Regions from separate parts of the Mus musculus genome. Here all the other regions are linked to region 3. Evidence: chromatin contacts called from public ChIA-PET data. All regions are on one chromosome and are shown on one strand. Each heading gives the region's core, a stretch centred on a gene start, on an enhancer-like site or on the middle of the called end of the contact. The rest is flanking DNA. Distances are from core to core; before and after follow the strand shown.

The links. ChIA-PET counts read pairs in DNA pulled down with a chosen protein or histone mark.
Region 1: an RNA polymerase II ChIA-PET map of effector CD8 T cells shows a contact between it and region 3, with 8 times the contacts expected there. The contact joins two enhancer-like sites. A contact is called at or near these places in 2 of 115 datasets of contacts at active chromatin or transcription factors (effector CD8 T cells and memory CD8 T cells).
Region 2: a contact with region 3 is called in an RNA polymerase II ChIA-PET map of effector CD8 T cells, with 15 read pairs. The contact joins the promoter of Crot here to the enhancer-like site in region 3. A contact is called at or near these places in 15 of 39 promoter capture datasets (the 3T3-L1 cell line, 3T3-L1-derived adipocytes, the C10 cell line and 8 more), 10 of 115 datasets of contacts at active chromatin or transcription factors (the SCID.adh cell line, bone marrow-derived macrophages, effector CD8 T cells and 5 more) and 2 of 9 other capture datasets (adipose tissue and liver).

The regions. Positions count from the first base shown.
Region 1 is chr5:9,057,778-9,061,616 of GRCm38.p6, reverse strand. No RefSeq gene overlaps it. Among named protein-coding and RNA genes, the nearest start is that of Gm31449, 14 kb to the left of the region's middle. Within about 2 kb of position 2,091, at least 36 of the 459 cell types and tissues checked have an H3K27ac peak or open chromatin away from gene starts, as enhancers often do. A contact at or near this core is called in effector CD8 T cells and memory CD8 T cells, where this site is marked.
Region 2 is chr5:8,995,584-8,999,852 of GRCm38.p6, reverse strand. It overlaps Crot (carnitine O-octanoyltransferase), which reads left to right and starts at 2,707. Exons shown (of 18, transcript NM_023733.3): 1 at 2,707-2,749; 2 at 3,306-3,401.
Region 3 is chr5:8,454,472-8,458,404 of GRCm38.p6, reverse strand. Slc25a40 (solute carrier family 25, member 40) reads right to left here. Exons shown (of 12, transcript NM_178766.5): 12 at 3,566-3,933. Among named protein-coding and RNA genes, the nearest start is that of Slc25a40, 34 kb to the right of the region's middle. Within about 2 kb of position 1,649, at least 51 of the 459 cell types and tissues checked have an H3K27ac peak or open chromatin away from gene starts, as enhancers often do. A contact at or near this core is called in the SCID.adh cell line, effector CD8 T cells, memory CD8 T cells and 1 more, where this site is marked.

The DNA of each region.
Region 1 (3,839 bases), core at 842-3,341, 600 kb before region 3:
CCCAGTGTAAGGAGAAGATCTCTGTGAACAGGGAGGGACAATATATAAGAGAACTGGAACACAATGACTTTAGAAAGAGTCCAAAACAGTGTCGCGAATGACCTGGGCAGTCTAATGAAGGAGTGACCTCAGAAGACAGCCACCCCTTAGAGAGGTCAGGCAATTATGGATATAAGGTTGACTAAACACCTACTGGGCTTGCCTTACAAAGGCTGAAACCTAGAGACTAGGAGCAAGAATATGCCCAAACCTGGGGACAAACAGACCCATTATGAGTTTATGGTTCGGGATCCTTGACAAAGTTTCCTCTTTTCTCCTCTTCATTTATATCACCTTCAAAATGGAGATAAAAGAAGAGCACAGCGTCAGGTGGGTTTATAGAATGTATGCAATGTACAGAATCATGGTTCATTACTTCATGCAGGTCATGCTCCCTACTCTGGCTTAGGCAGGTGATGAATCACATCCTCCCAACTCTACTGTTGATTTTATGAGAGTACCAATAACTTCTCATGCATTTCATAGAGATAGCTTTAAAAGGCAAAGTAAGAGATAGTCTTAAGGACATGGTAGAAGCAGCAACAAAAATCAGGAGTAATGATGTCAGAAAGGAGGTGGCAGAGTGGGAAGAGGGGAGATGTGAGAGTCTAGCTAGTACTGGAATCCTACTTCTGAAACTTCTCTCTCTGAGCTGCTTCCTGGTGGTTTTCTATTATTTAAGAATTAGGTTTTGTTTTGTTTTGTTTTGTTTTGTTTTGTTTTTGGAGACAGGGTTTCTCTGTGTAGCCCTGGCTGTCCTAGAACTCACTCTGTAGACCAGGCTGGCCTCGAACTCAGAAATCCGCCTGCCTCTGCCTCCCAAGTGCTGGGATTAAAGGCGTACGCCACCACTGTAGCAGTATGAAGTAACACATACAGCCCATAGCGCACAACTGAAGTCAGAATGGCCCCAAAGTAGCTTGTAACATGAAGTCGTGCAGAGTATTCCTTAGTTTCTTCCATAAATATTCACTCAAAGAACGCTAACTAGTGCATCAAAAGCAGAGATTATTAACATAAGTTAAGAAGCCTTCACTAGGTGTTACCCAAGTGAGTTTATAGTTTTATATAAAAAGATTTTGAGGAGTAGACATAGCAGCACAGGAAACAACTGTACCCTCATACCACGTGGGCTCAGCACATGCGTGGTAGGCTGACGGCAGCTTAAATGCAACTGTCGGCCGATGTGGCTGTGCAGTCGAGCGCTTGCTTCCCACAGATAACGTACTGGCTTTCTTCCTCAGAACGGCCAGAGGGAAAGCTTCGTCTTATATTTCATACCTGCTACTCTTTTAACTGGAAAACGGGGAGCTGACATCGTCGCTTCCACTTGTAGCTGTCACTGTCAACTCTTATACCTGTTACAGAAGTCTTGCCTTGGGTTCTTACACTGGAAAACCAGAAACTCATAACTATTTCTGAACATGAAGATGATTCACGGTTTTCTTATTCAAGAGATATTTACAATAAACTTGTTTATAGCCTTTTATTCATTTATCAGGATTAAATTCTACAGCAGATTAATGGCTTTGACCCCGATGCGTCATCCTCACCATCTATATTAGCCTCAGAAAGAGACCAGAATAATGTTAATTCATTTTCCCCACCTTTTAGGAAACTCACGACCCTTTTCTGAAATTTGTTTTGCAGCTCCACATTGTTAGGAACATGGCTGCTTCAGACCATTGCTTGCATTCGTGGAAACAATCTTAGTGTGTGAAAGTAGGGCATGCTATTTGTTAGCAAACCAATTAATGAATCACTCTCCACACAGCCATTGTTAATGCCAGAGAGAAATATGCATGGCTTCCCTCTTTGCTGGGAAAATGATTTAGGGATTTTCCCCCAATAGAGTTAGGGAACCTGATTTTCTAATTTTAATCAACACTCAATTACTTTGCTTCCTCCAGTTTCTATTCCCCAAAATAGAAATCTTTGGGAATGGTTGAACTTTTAATTACATAAAACAATTTGTGTTTCCTCATCCAGGAGTGGAATTTGTTAGCAGTTTACACCACCCAGAGTTCAGTGTTGGGAGTTGCTAGTGCTTTCTGTTTCATTTTAACTACTCAGTCTCTGACTCAGTCTGCCCAGCAAACTTGTTTATAACCTCCGCTCTTTTGGATGAGGAGGAGTTTGCGCTTCAATTGATGTAGTTTTCAATTTATGCTTTTGCTTCTCCTTGCTTAAACTAGCTGAACATTCACCCCCTTCTACCTTTGATGTCACAGCAGCATCACAGCCCCTCCTTCCCTAGCGGGTGATGCGTTTGGTACAACATCTCCCAGAATGTACAGAAAACATTCAGTAAAAGTGCCAGGGAAACTTCAGGGAAGATACCAACTGCTGCCTCTGAAAAACTTTCACACTTCAACCTGTGTTTCTGTACTGAGAAACTTTCATACTTCAACCTGTGTTAGCTGTACTAAGAAAATACTTCTTACATCGTGTTAGAAATGAAGCAAAATTTTACAGTTTCCTAAGATATGAAATAAGGTTGCATTCCATGGTTTAGGTTTCCATTGAAAGAAGGGAGACTTTTGGTAGTGTGTTTATATTTTATTTTTTCGTGTGTGTGTGTGTGTGTGTGTGTGTGTGTGTGTGCGCGCGCTCGTGCGTTACTCAGAATGTGTGTAGACAACAGAGGACAACTTGCAAGGTTAAGTTATCTCCTCCCACCACGTGGGAGTGCAGGGATTGAACTCTGATGGTCAGGCTTGGCAGCAAATTCTTTTACCTACTGAGCCATCTTGCAAGCATTGGAGTTTTGATTGTTAACTCTACATAATAAAGGTTGGTGAATTATTGGCATACACACACACACACACACACACACACACACACATATACATATGTATATATCTAAATGCATAAGTATTATAACATATATGCATCCATATATATTAGTAATATAAAAATCAGGCAGAACAATTAGGATTAGTTTAATTACTAGTGAAGGAAGATAGCACCAGCCTGAAAGGAAAGGAGTTATAAAACGTATCAAGTAAAATTAGGAGATAAAAGATTCAGAGTAATCTGAGAGGTGGTGGTGAACACCTTTGATCCCTGCATTTGGGAGACAAAGGCAGATGGATCTCTGTGAGTTCAAGGCCAGCTTGGTCTACAGAGTAAGTTCCAGGACAGTCGCCTCTACCCAGAGAAATCCTGTCTCAAAAAACTAAGAAGGTCAAGTGTGAGATTAAACCTTAATATGATTGGGACTGGAAGATGCCTAGGTGATATATGATACCATAAACTTGTCAGTGCACAGCCAAGTCCTAACTGAAATGAGGTTTTGTCCTCCCCACCCAATTCCAGTCAACTCATTGGTTATGTATGACTACAGAGCACTTACTCTGTTCTGATCATCACACATTATATACATGTATTGAAGTGTCACAAAATACACCACAAATACATAAAATTAAGATGTGTCAATTAAGAAGAATCAACATAGGAACCAAAGGGTCTAGTGTATTCAGAAAGAGAGCCATTACACTCCTGGTGAGGAAGGCTGGTGAGGTTTTGAAGGAGAGATACAAAGGCTCTACGGTGACTTTTTCTCCCAGTGCCACCAGGTTTCACTGTTAGAGAAAAAATATTTAAGCTATGCGTTGTAGCATACTTCTGTAAATTGTACTCAGGAGACAAAGAAAGCAGATCACTGCAAGTTCCAGAGCAGCCTGGTCTAACACACAGTGAAACACTGGAAAGAAAGTGGGAGTCAAGGAGAAATAATGTAAAGAAAGGAAAGCATTCAGAGCCAAGACTAGTGAACAGGAGATTTTATCAATTAGGTG
Region 2 (4,269 bases), core at 1,458-3,957, 540 kb before region 3:
TGCCTGTCACTAAGCTGACCCTAGGCAGGACTGCTTTATCTTTACTGTAAACATTAACCTGGTTCCTGTAAATCCTTTTGAAATCATTCCTTTGTTTTGTACCTGGTAACTTCAGTGTACCTTGCCTGCTGTGACTTCCGGACCCCTTGTACTATATAAGATTGGTGTTCACTTTGTGACAATACATTCAGATTCTACACAATCTCATGTGTTGGTCTGTCTGTCACCCTCTAACGCTTTGTCCATCTGCCCCAGAGACCCGTTCCATGCAGACAAAGGGACTTAGAGGGTCTGCGGCAGTCTGTAAAAGTCTTCCTTTTAATTTGGTAGTGTATGGAGAAAGAGCTACACTGAATGGACTCTAGCCAGCCCGAGCATGTCACACATGGCTCTGGTAGGCATTGCCTTTCTCCCTGATTCCCACTGTCTTGCTGGAAACTATTAGATTTTATTCCTATAACTAGCCAACAAGGTCTATTCCCTTATTTGGTCATTTCCCTCTCCTGAGGCGGACTACCAAAGTCTAGTTATCAAAGTATTGCGGTTCAGCTATCAACCCTCCGCTCCTTTGACTGACCTAATCTGTCTAATGAAAGTCAACACCTCATCCTAGCTCAGGGCTTGCCCTTGACTTGACACTGTCATTTGCCTATGTGCCACATCTGCCTCCTCTCTAGCCAGAGGTAGCCCCTTGCCCTGGGGTCCTGGGTCCATATGGATCCCTTCATACACATAAATGAATGATTTTTTAAAGATTTATTTATTTTATGTATATGAGTACACTGTACAGATGGTTGTGAGCCTTCATGTGGCTGTTGCGAATTGAATTTTTAGACCTCTGCTCACTCCGGTTGGATACTCCAGAAGAGGGAGTCAGATCTCATTATGGGTGGTTGTGAGCCAGCATGTAGTTGTTGGGATTTGAACTCAGGTCCTCTGGAAGAGCAGTTGGTGCTCTTACCTGCTGAGCCATCTCTCCAGCCCGAATGATTTTTTATATAACTTTAATAGTCAATTTTAAGACTTGGGACAAGTTGTTGCTATAAGACATACTCCAAAAGCTTGCAATATCTTCCTCAGCCATCAAGATCTGTCTATCCTGAGCTAAGAAATACAAGCTTGTTCAAATTTAATCTGAGTGCTACCGATTTTAAATTTGACATTAAAATATCTATTATACATTTGGTAGAAAACATTTTCAGGACTCTGCTTAATTACAGTTTTACAGAGATGGTCATTTTTCTCACATTCTCCAGGTTCTACTGATTTTTTTCAGTCCCGAGGTTGTTTTCTTTTTATGAGAAGCCAAGATCTTCATGGAGACACCGTTTCTGCTTAACAAAACCAGGAAGAAGAGAAACTTGCAGCAGGGCTTGAATGTAGCTCAGTGTTAAAGACCCTGCATAAAGGCCTGGTTTGGTGAGATTACCAAACTCACAAAAACAGTGAAGGTGAGTGACCCTAAATTCTTTGCCACCAGCAAACATTCAATATGCGTAAACTTCTAAAGAGGTGCCAAAATTTTTTTTACTAAAAAAAAAAAAAAAAAAAAAAAAAAAAGACAATGAAGGTTTCTGAGAAATCCAGTCAGTCTAAGAATTCTATTTTCGAAGCATAATATAATATCCGGAACGGAACACTTACATACTATGAGGGGGAAAAGTTCTTTAACACAGTCACTTTGACAAGCTTAGAGAGATTATCCAGCTTGATTATGTAATACCTCCAGCAACGCTGTGCAGTCATGAAACATATTAGTAATTCTGCGGGAAACTCAAAAGGATTTCGGAAAGACAGCAGCTTTTAATATACTAATTTGAAATGAAGTCATTAAACTGTTGAATAACTTAACTATGCAGGAGCAGGTAAAATATTTTTCCTTCCACGAAAACAAAACAGAAGTACAAATAAAAAGTGTATATAAGTTTAAAATTGTATCAATTTATTTCAGGAGGTAAATGAAAAAAAGGGCATTGACCTGTGAAACTAAAAATACCTCATAGTCTTCCTCTAGGACGTGCTAGCTTTTTAAAAACGCAACTTCTTGGATGATAAAAATATTCAGGCAAGGCCAAAGCTTGAAGCTTGACCATCGCTAGAGACTGCAAGGGCTTGCCCTAGATGGCTGGGAGTTGGCCAAATCTTAAGTCTCAAAGAGGCGACGAGGCCAAACCGGATCCATTCGCCTGCTATTCTCTTGCCAGCACACAGGGTAGACAAAATAAAATGTCTCAGTATAAATTCTTAAATTTATATCTAAAGTAGTATAAATGCTTGCCTGGGCCATGCAAAGGAGGCTGGCACAAAGAAGGGGGAGCGACTGGGAAGAAAGAACACAGCGCCAAGCCCCTAAGAGTTCGGCGAAAAGCAGGCTGAGCCGTGGGCCTCCTTACGCAGCCACAGGGCTGTGCCCGAGAGTGGGTAGATCTCTGGACGGAGGCCAATCTCCCGCAGCATCCGGAAGGAAGCTGCTGTAGCGGGGACTGCAGGGCGCTTATCTGACTTTCTGCTGCGTTCCCGGGGTCTGCAGCCTAGGACGCCACCAGAGCCCGAGAACCCGGCGGGGGCGGGACCAGCAAGCCTCGACAGCCCACCCCTTCCAGCGCGGGGTGGGACCCTCGCGGCTTCCCGTCCAATCCCGTTCCCCGACGCGCACAGGGCGGGACCCTCGCGGTTTTCCGTTCTGGTCCGGCCTCAGGACAGCCCAGAGCCTGCAGGCCGACGCAGAGGGACAAGAGGGGCGCGGGAGGTGAGGATTCTGGGGCCGGCTGCTCGCTCTCCTTCCCCTCCCACATGGCGAGGGGGTCGAAGGGTATTGCAGTAGCAGGAAGCCGAGCTGAGTGCAGTCGGGCTGTGCGCCCAGGCGCCCCGTCTGGCGCGGGCGTGGTGCCCCCCCCCCCCCCCGAGCATCTTGCCCTTCTGGTTTGGGGTGTCCTCTCTCAGTTGCACCGGCCTCGCTAGAGTGCTAGAGTGCTAGAGTGCTTGATCGATTGGTTGGTTTTGCGTGTGCATGTTTCTTGGTTTTTCTCCCCTTGTCCTTATCCTCGGTGAGAAGCTGCCCTTGTTTTGGTGGGAGGAGTTTCTGAACTTTATTGCTTTCTGCTTCTGCTGCAACCTCCCCGCGGGCACCGGAAGGTTCCCTGTGCCCCTTGGGTCCATCTGATAGGCTGCTTGGAACATAGCTAGCTCTGTAGTGATATAAATCTCATGTCTAGCAGATGTCCGTTCTCTGTATTTCCAGCTTCTGTCACTATCCTCTTCTCCTTTCCTGATCTTTACTTGAGTGTATTTCTTCCTTTCCACAGTCACCAGGCTTGGCCAGTTCGGGTTCCCTGTGGTTTCCTTTCCGAATTGTTCAAGCAGGCTCCTGGAGGTCCTGAGCACTTCTTCGTGGTTTACTGGTATGTGACCCTATTTGTTTACTTCCTGGTTCTATTTTCCCACCTCTCTCGCGTTCACATCACCTTGCTTTCAGAAAGTCCACTGTCATCGTTTTCTTAATTTTATTGGAATCGTTTAACTAGTTTTATATGGTTGAAAACTTAAGACAACTCTTAAAGAATCTGTAGTCGGCTTAACCTTGCAGGGGCTAAGCACTGCAGCAGGCATAAAATTAGTACTCTGGTCTTCTTTGTGGGATCTGTTAAATGACAAGGAAGTGTAATGAGATCAGCTTGCCCGGCATGCTTGCATTAGTTTCCTATTGCTGTTACAGCAGACAGTGACATGTTTAGCGGTTAAAGGAACACAGACTTTGAGTTTCTGAAGATCTGAAGTCCGAGCAAGCTTAGCTGCTTACCCTGCATGGACGCACAAAAGGAGAGACCAGGGTTTCTGTTATGAGTTACTTTCTGAAGTTTTAGGGGGAGACTCCCTTTTCAGGTTCATTCGAGTTGGCAGAGTCTAACCCCTGTTCACTTGCATTAGGATTAATCCCATTTCCTGCAAGTCCTGTTTGTCTCTGAGTTCGTTAAGGACATGGATGTAGACACAGATCATTAAAGACATAGATGTAGACACAGAGGTGTGGCAGTATCTCTGCTCAAGCACTCAAATGATTAGGTTAGGTCCTCTCTATTTTAAGCCTTTTTTTTTTTTTTTTTTTTTTTGTAGGTGAAACCCAGTTGCAACCATAGGAGTAATGATGTTCTATCATAATGACAAGTTCTGGGGACTAAAAAGAGTAGGTAGGAGTTAGGTCATCATAACAATTCTGCCCATTATAGTCCATAATATAGTTGTTTCAGGATGAGTTGTTTTTATGGCATT
Region 3 (3,933 bases), core at 400-2,899:
GTCTTCCAAGCAAACGGTTCCAAGAAACAAGCTAGAGTTGCCATCCTAATATCCAATAAAATAGACTTTCAACTAAAAGTTATCAGTGAGATGAGGAAGGACATTTCATATTCATCAAAGTAAAAAATCCACCAAGAGAAAGTCTCAATTCTGAACATCTATGCCACAAATGCAAGGGCATCCACATTCATAAAAGAAACTTTAGTACAGCTCAAAGCACATGTTGCACCCCACACAATAATAGTGGGAGACTTCAACACCCCAACCTCATCAATGGACAGATCATGGAAACAGAAACTAAACAGAGGCACAGTGAAACTAATAGAGGTTATGAACCAAATGGATTTAACAGACATTTACAGAACATTTCACCCTAAAACAAAACAATATACCTCTTCTCAGCACCTCATGGTACCTTCTCCAAAACTGACCATATGATTGGGCACAAAACAGGCCTCAACCAATACAAGAAGACTGAAATAATCCCATGCATCCTATCAGACGATTACGAATTAAAGCTGGTCTTCAGTAAGAACCAAAACTACAGTAAGCCCACATACCCATGGAAACTGAACAACTCAAGTTGGTGATGCTTACCTCTGTAATTCCTGACCTCTTTCCTAGGTTTCCCATTTCCAGGGTTGTCTCCATTTGTGTTTTCTTTATTGTTTCCACTTCCACTTTTAGGTTTTGACTGCTTTATTCAATTCCTTCATCTGTTTGATTGTGTTTTCCTGTATTTCTTCCTTCCGTGGGGCCTTCCAACTGTGGGGTCTTAAGAGGGGTAGAGGAGCTAAGTATCCGTTGCCCTGGCTGCAGTAGATCTCCTGTGAGGCCTTTAGACTCTTTGGTTTTCAGAGGAGCAGTCAACTTGTTGCCCTGTGTGCAGATGTTCTCCAGGGAGGCCTATGGACTGTGGTTTCTGTTCCCCTGTGTACAGAACTCCAGGGAGGCTTTCAGACTGTTGGGTTACTTGCCCCAGTTGTCAGAACTGATTCTATCCTGTGTGGAACCTGGGGCTTGAACACAGGTTGTTATGCTTGGTGGCAAACATCTTTACCTATTGAGCTATCTTTCCAGATTTAAAATGTCTTAATAAATGTTGACAGATTAACAAATAAAAGCAACAGTCTCTAATTCTAAAATGGGAATTTTAGAATTCTAATTCTAATTTTGGAAAAATGTAAAAGTAATACAGTGAATAAAATTTTCATGTGTCCCTAAATTTATGCCCAAGAAAAGTAGAGAAAAAAAAATCATGTGTCATATGCAAGAACATTTTTGGGGAAAATTGAATTTTACTCCATTTTGTAAAAAGCCAGATATGTATTAGGTTAATGTGTATGTGGTTAAAGGTTTTAATACATTTCTTTAAAAACAGTATTTCAGTAATAAATTATGAGAACTTAACTTTTCTTTAACATTAAACCTTAAGTTTGTATCCTTTATAATAATCATCACTAGGATTGTCATTTTGCCCAAATCCCTAGAAAGAAGCAACTTGAGAGAAGTGTCCATTGTGGCTTATCCCCAGGAATGTAGCTTATCGTGGTGGCAGCAAGAGTGTGAAGCAGGCTGGTTACACTGCACTGCCAACCTAGAGAAAGAGTGCCAACCTGAAGCCCCACCCACAGTGACTCACTGTCTCCATCAAGGCTCTAGCTACTAAAGAACCCACAACTTCTAAAACAAGGCTACCAACTGTGGACTGAGTGTTTAAACATAGGCACGTATGAGGAACGTCTCACATTCAGGCAACAACCAACCACATGACAAAGAACGTGCATATACACTCTGCAAATCCCACGTGAATGCACCAAAAACCTAACAAGCATACAGGGTCAAAAGCTTAGTTTGTTACTATAATGTGATATCTGAGGATAGCCATTCAAGCCAACAATGGTTACATTAATTTAGAAGAGAAAAGTTTTGGAGAAAATTTAAAGAGTAATATTTATTTCAGAAACTAAATGTATTCAAATACTACTATAAAACAAAGTTATTTTCCAAATATTAATGCTAATGAGTTAAAAGTAGGGAAAATGTCATTTTTTAAAACAATTTCTTGTGTATGGGTGTTTTGCCTACACTCTTATGTATATAGACACGTATGTATATATACTACGTGTATGTAGTGCCTGTGGAAGCCCACTGGAACTGAAGCTACAGATAGTTGTGAAGTACCATGTGGTTGCTGGGAAAGGAACTCAGGTTCTCTGGAAGAGCAGTCAATGCTTGTAAGCTGAGCCAGATTTCCAGTCCCAATTTACACTTCTTATCCAGCTGCATGGCTTGCAATGTGTCACTAACAAAAATGTAGTTAACTTATTTTTGTCCTAATCACTTTTTTTTGGCAAGAATAGGGGACCTTTTCCCATATTAACAATAATACTATTTCAAATATGTTTCTATGCTCTGTTCCCTGCTCTTTTCTAACAATAAAAAAGAAATATAACAACTTAAGGGAAAGGTTAAGTTTAATAATGAACTTTCATGTATGTATTTCATAGCATTTTATAGTGATTGTATATGAAAGCCAGTGGTACTTCTAAGCAAGCACAACATATTTTAATTAAAAAAAAAAAAAGGAAAGGAAATCACTTTTGTGGTTTCTCTCTTCCTGTCAACTGTAATGCTAAGTGAAGGCCCCAAAGTAATTCTGATTGGAGAATAAAGATGCCAACAGCCAATAGCTGGGCAGAAGAGACACAGGTGGGCTTAGAGAGACCACAAGGAGAGAGCAGGAAGAAGGCACCAGGAATACAGGAAGAAGTATTGTGTGAAATGTTAAATGGTAATCCACACTATCACTGGCAAGGCACAGGAGGCCAGGCCAGGCCAGCCAGAGTTCTCCCACTAGGATGCTAAGTTCCCATGGTGGGATGTTGCCACCCATGGCCCACACTTCCCAATTCCCGTTGCTGGCTGGGGTGCCCTGTCGTCGTACTTTTCTCTGGATCCCAGTTGAGACTCCACTTGAAGAAAAACCACACAATCTTAGCTTAGGATCAACGGGTAACACAATGCTGGGCACAGAAACTATCTTCATAATTTTGTAAGCTACTTTAAGTTATATAAATTAAGTTATATATATTCTAACCTGATGTGTGTGTTTGTGTGTTCTGGGTACCTACATTGTGCCTCCAAGCTCTCTCTGGTCTAAAAGGAAGTCTTCTTTCTTCCTCTCCCCAACTGGGAAGTTCCACCTACTCCTCACCCAGTGATTGGCCCCTTGAAATCTTTATTCATTAGGGGAAGGTTCTGCCACAAAGAACATGCAGGATGGAGGCGAGCCACCATGGGCTAAGGGCCAAGAGAACATGGCCCAGAGGGCTGCCCCACTGGAGTTAGGAGTAACCCAGGGGGAACATAGTAAACAGTATGTGATAACTCAGGGTTATCAATAGGAAAGTAGATTCTAACAGCATGGAGGGTAGGCAGCTGCCCAGCTACTGTGCAGCTGTTATATGCCTAAGGCATATTAAAAGAATAAAGATTATGTGCATCTTTCATTGTATTTCATCTGACAACATAAACTGTCTAAGACAGAAAAGAAGGCCTGGGTCAGGATTTTAAAATTTTTACTACTACAAATCACAAATACACATCTGTATATATTAATATTTTAATGTAAACCAACACAGGATTGTAATGTAAAACAACATGGTACAATAAACCATGTATCATTTATTTCTGATGAAACATACAAACACTTTCCACTATGATACAAAATGCATTTGTTCACCTACCAACCCTAGAGATCATTGTCACCGAAATACATTAGGCAGGGAGGGTATACGTCATATTTCATAGAATACACATAAAACGTGATAAAGTGCTTTTTGCTTTATAGAGATAAGTAAATAATAATAAATAGCATTTCTTGCATTGGCATCTTACTTACTTTTAAATTATTTATCATCTGTGCCAGAG